2 separate regions of the Mus musculus genome follow, and region 2 is linked to region 1. Evidence: chromatin contacts called from public Micro-C data. All regions are on one chromosome and are shown on one strand. Each heading gives the region's core, a stretch centred on a gene start, on an enhancer-like site or on the middle of the called end of the contact. The rest is flanking DNA. Distances are from core to core; before and after follow the strand shown.

Region 1 (6,713 bases), core at 2,449-4,948:
CCACAACCCCAGCACAGCACTCCAGAGGTGGTCCACAGTTACTCCTTGAAGTACAAAGTCTCTCCTCCATGCTGGGCTCTTGTGTTGTATAGCTCCAAACTGATATACTCTCTCTTGGAGTAAGAGGGAGCATCATAATCGAGCTAACCTGGGCTTAGTGGGTTAGATCACATAAAGCTAATGACCTGGAGCCCACAGTGGAACTGATGTCCACTCCCAAAATTATTGTCTGATTTCCAAACTAAGCTACTCACATGCCTGTAGTAAACACTCACATCCACACTCACATGCATGTGCGCACATGCGTGCACACACACGCACACACACACACACACACACATGAACATGCATGTACAAACACACACACCAAAATAATTTTTATTTTTGAGACAGAGTTTCTCTGTGTAATAACTCTGGCTGTCCAAGAACTCGCTCTTTAAACCAGGCTGGCCTCGAACTCACAAAGATCTGCCTGCCACTGCCTCCCAAGTGCTGGGATTAATGGCATGCACCATCACTGCCTAGCTATAATAATTTTGTAAAAAATTCATGAAACTTATCAGGCAAAGGAAACTCAAGGTGTTGCCAGCTCTATGCACTAGGCACTGAGGCTTTATGCGCGTGCACTAGGCATTGCAGCTCTATGTGCATGGTGGCTACCTAAGTACTAGGCGGCTGCTGAGTGGCAGGAAGAGGCTGTCTTTGGTGGAGCTGTGTGTCAGGCAGGGAGCTCTAGAGATACAGCCTGTGTGAGCTGCACCGTGCTGGGGTGGGCTCCAGTTGGCCATGCTTCTATAAGTAAGTCCTCACTCCAGCTCCCATACAAACCCCAATGAACTCATCGCTTCAGTAATCGGACTTGAGTGAAAGGGCTTCTTTGTATCAGTGTTCTTTCCAGGTGAGCAGACCTTTGTTCACTTCTCTCCCAGGAAGTCACACAACAATCACTGTGGTACCCCATTGCTGTCCTCTCTCTCCTAGATCAACAAAGCCCTATTCTTATGCATGGCTAGAGAAATGGAGTGTCCTGATCTACCTTGCAGCAGGGGTGACTACATAACCAAGTTGTGACTGGGGTATTGGTATACAGGTGGCACCATACACACAACCTTCCCTTAGACTTTTCCCAGGAAGGGGCATGCCCTGCCCATCAAGAATGTGGGTGTCGCACACCAGAGGTATCCAGTAGAGAGCAGAGGGCCTTGGTACCCTAAAAACATCACATCAGCTTGGAGCTGCTTTCAGGGAGCAATAAAACCTTCTTTTCCTGCAGCCCAATATAACCCACACTAATAATTATCCCTAACTTGATGGCTGACACTTAGTAAGTTCTCAATAAATTATGGTTGAATTATTGAATCAATTACAAAAGGAGAAACCTTCAATTCCAACATTTAACACACCAAATGTCTACATATTCCCTCTCAGCTCTTTGTGACATGCAGAAGATATTTTTAATGGAGGTGTAATTAGAACAAAATTAGAATTTTATATCCAGCATCTTTTCTGTAATAGTAATTATATAATAAACATTTTCCATGTTCAGTCATATTGTCGTTTTTCTAAGTGGGTGTGTAATTTTCCAGCAAAGACATGAACCATAATTTATATAACCACTGCCTTATGGCTTGATATGTACATTTCACCAGGTTTCATAATTTCAGGGAATTCTATCAGCAACTGATTGCAGGTGCTAGCCCCCTCTTTCCGACAGTTCACTTGGGAATGACATTGTTGCATTTGTCTAATAGCTTAGAAAACTCTCTATTTTTATGAGTCATGCTGAACTTTTACCATTTCCAGCTAACTTCTGACAATATGTGTGATAATAACAGTACAGCAGAAGCAGCAGCTACACTCTAACTGTGTAACACGCTGTGCTCCACACTCCTCATCTATCTGCACTTGAGCACACATACACGTGCCCCCCCCCACACGCACGCACGCGCGCGCGCGCGCGCACACACACACACACACACACACACACACACACACACACCAGGCATAGTGAGTGGGGGTTAAAACAACAATCTTAGCATCAAACTGGACTTAAATCTTAGTAAAATTTTTTCTCACCTAGGAGACCATGAATACATTTCTTCACCTGCTGAGCTCTCATTTTCTTGTCTGTAAAATGGGTCCTAACTGTTTTTCATCTCAGGGTTGCTGTTAGGATTAGATAAGGTAACAATAATAGCTCCATCAGGCGTAGTGTTAATTGTCTCACTTCTCGCTGGAGCATTGTGCAGACACAGCAACCCGAGGCCACCTGCCTGCAGGAACAGGGAGGAGCTGAGCCAGTCTCCTGTGGTCAGGCTGACCTCAAGGTCATTGTGTGCCTGAAGGGACTCTTCATTTTTGTTCTGTTTTGTTTTTGTTCAGAGAATACCCCTCACTCTCAGCAGTTTCCTGCCTCCAATCTCACTGCCGGAGGGTGGTGGTGGGGGGTGGGGGGGATGGTATGGGAGAGGAGGCCACAGATGTGTCCCGTCCTGCCCAGATGAGACAGTTTTCTGAGTACCAGGCTAAAACCCAGCTATCCCAGTGAAGCCTGCTCTACCACGGCTGTTTTATACTACAGCACACCAAGTGCTTCTGTCCTCCTCACAGTTACTGTCATGGCCTGGAAGGTCCTAGAAGCTCAAGTGGGTACAGGCGTCTGTGAGCACTTGCCTAGACCAGACCTGTGCATGATACTATTAATATCTCATGAATCCTGAAACACGGCTAGGGTATGATAGTGCACACTTTTAATCCCAGCCCTAGAGAGGCGGTGGATCTCTATGAACTCAAGGTCAGCTTGATCTACATAGTGGATTCTAGGCCAACCACAGTTACATTAGTGAGACCTTGTCTCAAAATAAAAAAGTAAATAAAACATTGCTAGGACACAAACACTGTCACATGACACATACACATCACACACACATAAACAGTCACCTACACACACACCCAAAAGGGTACTACATAACATACACAATACACACATTATATTGATATGTGTACATATCATACATCACATACATATCACATCATATACCCATACTGTATATCACACACATGTCACCAGACATAAACATACTATGTATGGATACATATGACATATCATTCACATATTACATATACACAACATACCACATATCACATATACACAACATACCACATAACACTTCATACACACATACCATCTATATGCCCTATACATAAAGACCATATGTATCCACACACTCATAACTACCATATACACAATATACCATACATATACACTATACACACATACTATACACACACACATTATATATCTACCATATGGTGCACACGCGCATACACACACACACACACACACACACACACACACACACACACACACATTTACAAGAGGAAGCCAGGCCTATGCAAGCAGTCGCTAGGTTGTAGGGAAGTCATTCAACCTCCCATCAGTGGGAAATGCAAGCCCAGAACCTTGCTGTCCTTACCCACAGTTCTTGGGCAGTGGTACCTAGGAGACGGAAAGCTATGCAGGGATGCTCCTTATGTCTTCACCTCTATCTTAGAGTACTCACGAAGAGCCCTGGCCCTGAGTTCATGAGGGCCTTCTGGCCTCTCAGGCCCAAGCCACAAAGGCAGGGCCAGGATCCAAGTGAAAGTTGTTGAGCATTGTTCTCTGGCGGCCCTGAAATAGCCAGGCTTTGCTCGCAGCCCCTGCACTGCGCTGACAAGCAGATCCCAGAATAGCTCTTCCTGCCGCAAGCTGACCTACTTAGCAGGTCTCCTGTCATGTGAGCTCGGCTAGGCAATAGGTTCACTTTGCCTCTCTCTACCTAGAGCAGGCCCATCCCAGCATCCCCCCCCCATGGTTTCTGGTTCTCCTACAGTTCCAGGAATAGATAATAATATACTGTAGGTTCAAAGCATGTACACAAACATCACTGTGCATCCTTGTCAGGGCAGGCCCAAGAGAGGGGACTTATCACTCCATTACACAGTTGATGCCATGATAACACAGAGAGGGCAAGCAATGTGAGCAGAGATGCACAGCAGACCCAGCACTGTACTCTCTCTAAGGGGTTGGGGTTCCTAAGTCCCTCTACCCACCTGCCGCCTGTGATCAAGCAGCCCAACACCTGGTGGCAGAGCTAGTAGAGATCAAGGCCTTGGGTGCCCACTAGCCTGGGAGCTAGGGCTTGCCAGGCGTGGAGAACCATCTGGATGACCTCTAGCACACTGCTTCACCCGTCTTAGACTCACAATGGCATCCTCAGGGTGTCAGCAGAAAGATGAGAGACGGTTTCAGTTTGCTGGATGATAGAGCAGCTGCTGTTGGCTGTTATTGCCGTTGACATACCGAACTAAACCCAAAAGAAAAAGTTTAAAACTGACTGGTGCAAGAGAGCCCAGAGCAAAGGCCTTTGTGACACTTCTCACTCTGAGACGTCATTCCCACCCACGACATTCATCAGGGAAACAGCGGTAGTTACAGTGCACAACTCTGATGAGCACTGGGCCTTGGTTCTTTCTGCTTGATGACTCCTGGCTCTCCTTCTGGAGCCCCGTGGCAGGAACCCATCGTGAAAGGGGAAGGCAGTGTCTACTCTTGCATGGCCTTGTCCCAAGCTGGCTGCCATGGCTGTGCTCTTTTACTCTGGTACGACACAGGCAGGAAGGAACAGAAGGCGAAATGTCTGCTTTGATAATGTGTAAAAGCGGAGTGTCCCATAGAAGAGAAGGTGGAGAAGATTGGGGTCAGGCCGGGGCATCTGAGGACCAGAGTCTCATGCCTAAAGAAGGAGGTGACTCCAGGTCATTAAGATTGGGCGGGCAAGCTGGGGGCATAGCTCATTTGGTAATTACTTTAACACGCATGAAACCCTGGATTTAGTCCCCAGCATTGAATAACCTGGGCATGATGGGGCATACCCCCCTTCTCTCTCTCTCTCTCTCTCTCTGTGTGTGTGTGTGTGTGTGTGTGTGTGTGTGAACAATTAAAGAAAAAAGAGGACATTAATTTTAGAACAAGAGGGAAGGGTTGAAGGGGGGAAATGATATAATTTCTTATTTAAAAAAAATGTTAACAGAGCTAGGCTCCAGGGTCATACAATTTCTACTCCAATTCCATCCCCACGACTCTTTAGACATGAAGTCACTCAGAATACCCATCTGTAAAAGTGGCCATAAGCCAGACCTTATGGAAGGGCACTGAAGATGAATCAGGTTGCCTCTGCCTGGCTCCACAGCTGGTACTAAGCAAGTCGCTGAGAAATCTGAACCTGAACCCTCTAAGTGGCGAAGTCCACCACCAGAGATAGCATCTTAGCGTTTGGAAGGAGGGAGACAAGGTCAGTAAATAAGGAAGGCTGCAGTGTGATCCTGGATAGGCCAGGGAGAGATGGATACCCTTGGAAAGGGCTTCACCGAGCTGGGGGCGGGGGCTGGGGGCGGAGCCTGGAGGTGGCAAGCACACAGAACACTTAGGCTAGGAGGCTCCTGTCACTCAGCAGAGAAGGCAAACTTCATTGTGCCCTTTGTTCCCTGCTTCGGTTCTCAGTTCCTTCTGTCACAGCGCCACCTCACACAGTGTCCCCTCCCTGATCCCTACATATATCATACTACCCACTCCCTGAGCTGAGGGATTTTCCTTACAGCACCCCGCACACTCTGTTATGACGTTCCTTAGTCTGTTGTGGAGTTGCCTGGTTTCCTGAAGCAGATCTAGCCCCTTGAGCAATGATGGTACACAGCGCATGCTTGGTGAGTAGGGGTGAAGCAGGTGGGTGGCTGAACAGTGGAGTGTCAAGGCCAGCGGGAGGAGCATGTGAGAGATGGTTTATGCCCAAATTAGGGAGTGCTGCGAAGGCCTGCTAAGGAGCTTGAGTGCCAGAGAACCAACAGCCAGTGAGGTGGTTCAGAGCATAAAAGGGCTTTCTGGGAAGTTTGATGACCTAAATTTGGTCACCAGAACTGACATGAAGGCAGAAGGAAAGAGCTGACTAAATAAAAAGGTCTCCGACTTCTACGCGCAGGCACACACAGACCCCCTAAAATAAAATTAAAAAAAAAAAATTTAAACTCTGAAAACCCAGGCATGGTGCTTGTGCCCTATAACCCCAGCTTTTCAGAAGGCTGAGGAGGTGGGCATGGCTGGAGCCCAGGCTTTCCAGGCCAGCCTGGGCTACACAGTGAGAGAGCAAGTGGGGGTTGGGAGGTGAGAAAGAGACCAGGTTAGCTTTTAAAGTCTAAGTGGACTTTGTTCTCCTAGACTGCCCTGAATGGAGTTCCAGGCTGGTCACAGGGCTGTGGACAAGGATAAACGGCGTTCAGTACCACATGAGCTTCTGTCCAGATATAACCTGGTGGAGCAGCAGGCTTTCAAGATGGGGGGGGGGGGTAAACACACAGCCTGGGGCTCCACTGTCCAACAGAAGGGTGCCAGGCCTGAACAATGACAGGCGAGAAAAGGACACAAGCCACAGGGAGGGGGGCGGCGGGGGAGGGGAGACATTCTGCCCTTGGCTTCTCTTTTGGATCCCTAGGAAAGGCTCTCCTCTCTCGGCCTGGCTGCCTCTATCCTGAACACCTGTCCTGTGGGCACGGACACTAGAGGAAGAGGTGTGGAGCTCAACAAAGGAGCATTCTCCTAGCCAGGACGGGAATCAATGGAAGCTTGTTTGCCTTGCTTCCTGGGGCGCAGCCAGGCATGCTGGGGTGGGGACCTG
Region 2 (6,713 bases), core at 1,528-4,027, 70 kb after region 1:
TACAGAGTGAGTTCCAGGATAGCCAGGGCTACACAAGGAAACCCTGTCTCGGAAAACAAAAAAAAAAAAAAAAAAAAAAAAGAAAGAAAGAAAGAAAGAAAGAAAGAAAGAAAGAAAGAAAGAAAGAGAGCTAGAGGGAGGGAGGGAGGGGGGGAGGGGAGGGGAGGGGAGAAGAGAGGAGAAGAGAAGAGAAGAGGAGAGGAGAGGAGAGAAGAGAAGAGAAGAGAAGAGAAGAGAAGAGAAGAGAAGAGAAGAGAAGAGAAGAGAAGAGAAGAGAAGAGAAGAGAAGAGAAGAGAAGAGAAGAGAAGAGAAGAGAAGAGAAGAGAAAAAAGAAATTCAGCCGGAGTTACCTCTGAGTTTGGCTTGATGACACCTGCTTGAAGTGGGGTGCAATACCACGCTTTTCCCTGCAGGTGGCAGTACCCTACCAGGTGAAGCTTGCTGGACCACCTATATGGATTTTCCGGGTGGGGGGCGGAATGGAGCTTTGATGTTTTCCATTATCTTAGATATGAACTTTGAATAGGGAAAGATGAAGGATTTGTTTGTTTGTTTGTTTGTTTGAAGCCTGACTCTGTCGCTCACACAGTGTGACCTAGAGCGAGTCCTCTCTTGCTGGAACCTGCTTTCTGCTTGGCAAACGGGATGATCACACCCGAACCTACCTCATCGCGTCTCTGAGAGTGTCTAAACAAGCATGACTGGGTTTAACATTTGTATGGATGGGCTCAGGGCTGGTGTGTGTAAGCAGGGTGGGTTCAGGAGCAGGAGGCGGGTTCAGCCCAGTGCCCAGTCACGCAAATGACCCGAGGTGTGGAGAGGGAGGTGGCTTCGGGGTTAGGAAAGTTGAGTTCAGATTTTAAGATGAGGGAGCTGAAGAAATAACTTTCCCAGGGCCACACCCTCAGAGAGGCAAGGCACCAAACCCGAAATTTGGGAAAGAATTTAATGTGTAATAATATATGAGGAGGCCTTGAAGTTGAATCACGAGACCAAAATCAGAACTCTGTGGGATCCCTTTATCATTACTGTGTGGTTTTCGTGTAGTTTTTGCTCTGAGGGCTTCTGAAAGTTTTACACACAGAGATACACATACCGTCCTGTTAAGACCCACGTTCTCAAAGCGCCCTCACATCCCAAGAAGATACAGGGTAAGCTGAAGAGCAAAGGGAAGGAGAGCCATTCAGAGACTGGTCTGGAAGTTAAGACACTTGGGCTCTTTCCTCTCCGGGCTCTACACTGGCTTTTGGAGCCCCATTTCCTCGTCTGCAGAACGGAGCTGTTGGATCCAGGGCTCCTGGAGGCCTTGCTATTTCCCTTGGACCTTCCCGATTGCCACACCCAGGGTTCTCCTAACTCTGTGACTACCCCATTTCCGTTTCGTTTTCTTACCACCTTCTGGGGTTATCTGAGCTTTTTTGCTGCTGTTGATTTCTGTCTAGACAATAGTATACTACTGCCTGATCTAGGGAAGTAGGGACTCATGAGTTTACAAGAGCTGCTATGACCATGACCGTGGCGATTGTAGCAGTGCTTGATGTGTATCAGCGAGCAACAAACAACTGGAATAAAAGTGAAAGGCTGAGCACACAGCCCTGTACCCTCTGAACCTTTCAGGTAGGGTCTCTAGGACCCCCAAACCCGGCTTGTTTCCTAATACCAGGCTGGTGCTGCGACACCAAGGTCTTTACTGACCCCTTGTGGCTGTGGGTGCACATAGCAGGGACTAGTGGAGGTTTCTTGGGTAGAAGACAATCATTCCCGTGTAGCTTTGCTCTGCTCCCTGCCAACCTACGTGTGCGCGCCTGTTCTCCTGTAGAGGATGATGACGATTGAAAACATGAAATACATCTTTCAGGGACTGGAGAGATGGCTCTGTGGGTGAGCTCAAGTGTATGGGGCCTGAGTTCAGATCCCAGCGTCCATAGAGAAAGCTTGGGAGGCTGGGCGCATCTGTGACGCCAGCACTGTGGAGGGCGAATCTAGGACAACTGCTGGGGTTTGCTAGCCCGCCACCATTCAAACTCCAAGATCAGTAAGACAAATTGTCTCCAAAAAAAAAAAAAAAAAAGGTACAGTGATAGAACAGGATGCCCAATACCACTTCAACTTCTGCACACGCATGCATCACACACACACACACACACACACACACACACACACACACACACACACACGATACACCTCATCAGGTAAGATCACTTGCCACCAAGCCTAACGACATGAACTGGATCTCCACACCTGATGAAAAGAGAGAACCACCTGCAAATTATCTGCTGACTTCCACGTGTCTGCCCCCAACACACATGATGGACAAATGTTACAACAACTTTAAAACAAAATAGATGTTTCTTGTCCTCCATCTCGCTAACATCACACCTGAGAAAGCAGAGAGGTCCTAGTACCAGGAGAGGAGCCGAGGGAGTCTCAGACCATGAAAGAGAGGTGTCATCGGGTTTCTATCGCTGTGAAGAGACACCATGGCAACTCTCATAAAAACAGTATGTAATTGGGGCTGGCTTACAGTTCAGAGGTTTAGTCATGGCGACAAGAATGGCAGCGTGCAGCCAGGCATGGTGCTGAGAAGGAGCTGAGAATTCTACAGTGGGATGGATCAGCAGGCAGCACGAAGAGAACTGAGCCACTGAGCTTAGCTTGATCCTCTGAGATCTCAAAGCCCATCCCCCATTTGCCTCCAGCAAAGCCACACCTACTCCAACAAGGCCACACCTCCTAATAGCACCCCTTCCAGTGGGGCCCATGAGGGCCATTTTTATTCAAACCACACTAGAGATGAGGCAGATTTCTCTGCGTTCTGAGCAGGCAGATAAGGCTAGACTCGAGCCTTGGGTATCTCCTCCCAGAAAACTTCAATCTTCCAGGAAATCCTCAATGTCTTCGAACTCTTTTTTTTTTTTTTTTTTAGGTTTTGGAGGGAAGTGTGAAAGAAAGGGTGTATCTAATGATTAGAGACTTTGGGACAAAACCAAAGGCAAATAGAGAGGGTTTGAGGAGATCTTTTGTTAGGTGCAATATGAACACACACACACACACACCCCTGTCTCACTAGATGCTAGTCAGGTCTCTGATAACACTGCAAAACAAACCAACTCCATGTCGCAGACACCACAGGAGGTTAGCTTCTCTGCCTGCCAGTCCTGCCTTCCCCCTGTCTTCCATTGGATGAAACATCTCAGCATATTGTTCCATGAACCTCCCATGAGACCTACCGTGAGACGGACAGATCGTCAAGTGTCTGCCCCACGAGGGGAGCCATGGCATGGTTTAGGCAAGAAGCAAGATTTCACATAAACAGACTTTCAGGTTTTGTAGGCTACAAATTACTCTAATTTCTAGGTAAACATTGCGTCATGAAGACAGACCTGGTTTATTTGGGTAGCCATAAGATGCTGGGCACATATTCCATGCCTATGGCATGGTTAGGACTGAGGTCACCTTCACATTAATGGGAGTGTGTGTCGGGGGGGGGGGGGAGTGTTCCAAACACATAATATTATAACAAAGGTTCTGTGTCTAACCAAATAAGGTTTTAAAGATTTACTTTTATTATTTGGGACAGTGCAGCCTCAGCTGGCTTGGAGCTTGCTATGACCTGGCTGACCTGGAACAGAGATCCACCTGCTCTGTTCCTCAAATGCTGGGACTAAAGTGCCACTGCAGCCTAATACGTTTTGTTATTTCGTTGTACATAGGTGAGTGTGTGTGTGTGTGTGTGTGTGTGTGTGTGTGCCTTCACAGGGTATGTGTGTATGAGTACACATTGTTGGTATTCTGTCTGGACTCCACCCCCATGGTTACCTGGCAACGGCCAGGTAGGCCTAGCACTATAAAAGGGGCTGCTTGCCCGCTCCTCTCTCTCTTACTCCTGCTTCTCTTCCTTGCCTCTTGCCCTCTGGCTCCCCCTCTCTCCCCATCCCCACCCCACCCCCACCCCCCTGCACGATCATGGCCGGCCTCTTCTTCTCCACTCTCTTCTTCTCTCTGCCTTTCTCTGCCTCTACTACTCTCTTAACTCCCCTCCCCATGCCCTAAATAAACTCTATTCTATACTATACCAGTATGTGTGTGTGTGTGTGTGTGTGTGTGTGTGTGTGTGGTTCCTCAGGGGGAAGAGATACCTTGGCATGGGCCCTCTTAGGCACCTCCTTCCCCCACACCCTGCCAGAACATATTCTTTTTTTTTTTTTTTTTTAGATTTATTTATTATTATATGTAAGTACACTGTAGCTGTCTTCAGACACACCAGAAGAGGGAGTCAGATCTTGTTACGGATGGTTGTGAGCCACCATGTGGTTGCTGGGATTTGAACTCTGGACCTTCGGAAGAGCAGTCGGGTGCTCTTACCCACTGAGCCACCTCACCAGCCCCAGAACATATTCTTATAGCTCTTTCTCTTTTTATGATCACAACACTAATGCTAAGGGAGGCCAGAAGCTAGAGTTACAGATGGTTATGAGCCACCTGATGTGGGTGCTGAGTTGGTCTGGAAGAGCAACTCCAGCCACCAAATAAGGTTTTTAAATGATTGGTTTTATGATGTGTTCAGGTGTCTACCTCTGTCCAGAAGAATAGGCTCCAAAGCAATTCTGAGCCCCTGAACATTTCTAGAAAGCAGGATGGGGGAGGGGTGGGGAGGTGGATCAAATGCTGCCCCGCGTGTGATAGGATAGATCCTCAAAACTCACATGCTTAAGCTCTAGTCCCTCAAACCTGAAAATGCAGCTGTATTTGGAGCAGGGCTTGACGGAGGTCACTGAGGCCTGGTGGGGTTGGTATAGGCTCAAGGGCAACATCAATAGTGACCTTAAAAGAAGGGGATGGGCTGGTGAGATGGCTCAGTGGGTAAGAGCACCCGACTGCTCTTTGGAAGGTCCAGAGTTCAAATCCCAGCAACCACATGGTGGCTCACAACCATCTGTAACAAGATCTGACGCCCTCTTCTGGAGTGTCTGAAGACAGCTACAGTGTACTTACATATAATAAATAAATAAATAAAACCTTAAAAAAAAAAAAAAAAAGAAGGGGAGACCAGAAGCACCAGACACTCAAGAATGCAGGGATCTTGTGGAAATGATGGTGGTTTGAATAGGAATAGCCCCCCCATAGACTTATGTGCTTGAGTGCTTGGCCCATAGGAAGTGGCACTATTAGGAGGAGTGGCCTTGTTGGAGGAAGTGTGTCATTGTAAGGGTGGGCTTTGAGGTCATATATGCTCAAGCTACATACAGAGTGGCTCACAATCTCCTGCTGCTGCCTGCCTGCCTGCGGATAAAGATGGAGAACTCGCAGCCCCATGCTGCCATGCTTCTCGCTATGACCATAATGGACTAAACCTCTGAAACTGTAAACCAGCCCCAGTTAAATGAGAGCTTTTATGAGAGCTGCTGTGGTCATGGTGTCTCTTCACAACGGTGGAAACCCTAACTAAGGCATACTGCAAGCTCAGAAAGAAAGCTTAAGAACGAAGCTAACTTTGCGTATCCCTGGATTTTGGATTCCTACCTTCCTGAACCATGGGGAAACAAAGGTACAATGCCAGCTGCCAGGTCTGTGGTATCTGCTATGGAGACTGATGCGCCCACGTGGCAGCCATCACAGTCCCAGTGTCCATAGGAGGTGGGTGGCAAGGCAAGGCAAGGTTGCTCTGCAGCGTCTCAGGGGGAAACAAAGAAGCTAGTTTAACTTGGGGCCTGTCAAAAGAACATGACGTCATCTAAGATAAGAAGCATGCAGTATGGTTTTCATTTGCTCTGCAACATTTTCAGAGTGCCAATGGCGTGAGCTGAACCCTAACACGCTGCAACCCTGGGCTGCTTGGTTCAGCTGCTGAGCCTGGACCTAGAGAGTTGTCTGCTTTTCTGCTCTGGCTATGAAAACTAAACAGAACAAAACCTGCCCTAACCTATGAGAGAATTAGATCTGTGTGGGGCCAGATAAACCAACCAACCTGTGGGCCAGGAGGGTACATGAAACAGTTGACAGGTAAAACCATCTTTGGTTATCTCCACACATTCTGTTGCTGTAACAAAATACTTGGCACTGGGTACCTTATAAAGGAAGGAGGTTTGTATAATAGATGGAACTCGGGGTTCTAGAGACTCAAGGGCATGGTGTTGGCAGCCAGGCTCAGGAGGGCACCATGGTAGAGGGAAATATTCTGCTCATGTGGGAGAGGTATTCAGCGGAGGATGAGGGAAGATGGCAGGCTTTCAACTAATTATAATTAGTTCTGGGAGGAATTAATCCAATCTCAGAAAACCTTCACTAATCTCTTCTGAGGGCAGTTCCCTGGAACCTAGCTACTTTCCACGAAGGCCCCACTTCCTGAAGGTCCAACCACTTCCATATTGCCGTAGGGTTGGAAGAACTTCCAGTATAAGCCTTGGGCAAGATGCCAGATGATTACAAGCACATTCGTGATCCCAGGTGAGGCCAGGAAAACTGCTCAGTTGTTTCTGAGACCGAACTGCTGAACCACAAAATCAAGAATAAATAAAGCAATTGTTGCTTTAAGCCATTAAGAGCCGGGGAGTGTTGTTACACAGCAATAGATAAATGACACGCCAAGCTAAAACTCAGTCTCTGCTCTCAAGGTGATGGTAGTTCAGGGACTCCCATGGCCACCTGCACACTCTCCTTGCTGAGCCAGACAATCCTAGAAGAGAAACAGCGACTGTGCTTTGGCTAATTG

What was found. Hi-C and Micro-C count contacts between places; a contact is called where the count stands out from the background.
Region 2: a Micro-C map of the G1E-ER4 cell line shows a contact between it and region 1, with 2.8 times the contacts expected there. The contact joins two enhancer-like sites. A contact is called at or near these places in 14 of 484 Hi-C or Micro-C datasets (DN3 thymocytes, ECoMG myeloid progenitors, the G1E-ER4 cell line and 7 more) and 3 of 115 datasets of contacts at active chromatin or transcription factors (embryonic stem cells and fetal liver).

The regions. Positions count from the first base shown.
Region 1 is chr4:120,610,198-120,616,910 of GRCm38.p6, forward strand. No RefSeq gene overlaps it. Among named protein-coding and RNA genes, the nearest start is that of Gm8439, 25 kb to the left of the region's middle. Within about 2 kb of position 3,699, at least 105 of the 459 cell types and tissues checked have an H3K27ac peak or open chromatin away from gene starts, as enhancers often do. A contact at or near this core is called in the G1E-ER4 cell line, where this site is marked.
Region 2 is chr4:120,680,709-120,687,421 of GRCm38.p6, forward strand. No RefSeq gene overlaps it. Among named protein-coding and RNA genes, the nearest start is that of Cited4, 18 kb to the left of the region's middle. Within about 2 kb of position 2,778, at least 10 of the 459 cell types and tissues checked have an H3K27ac peak or open chromatin away from gene starts, as enhancers often do. A contact at or near this core is called in the G1E-ER4 cell line, where this site is marked.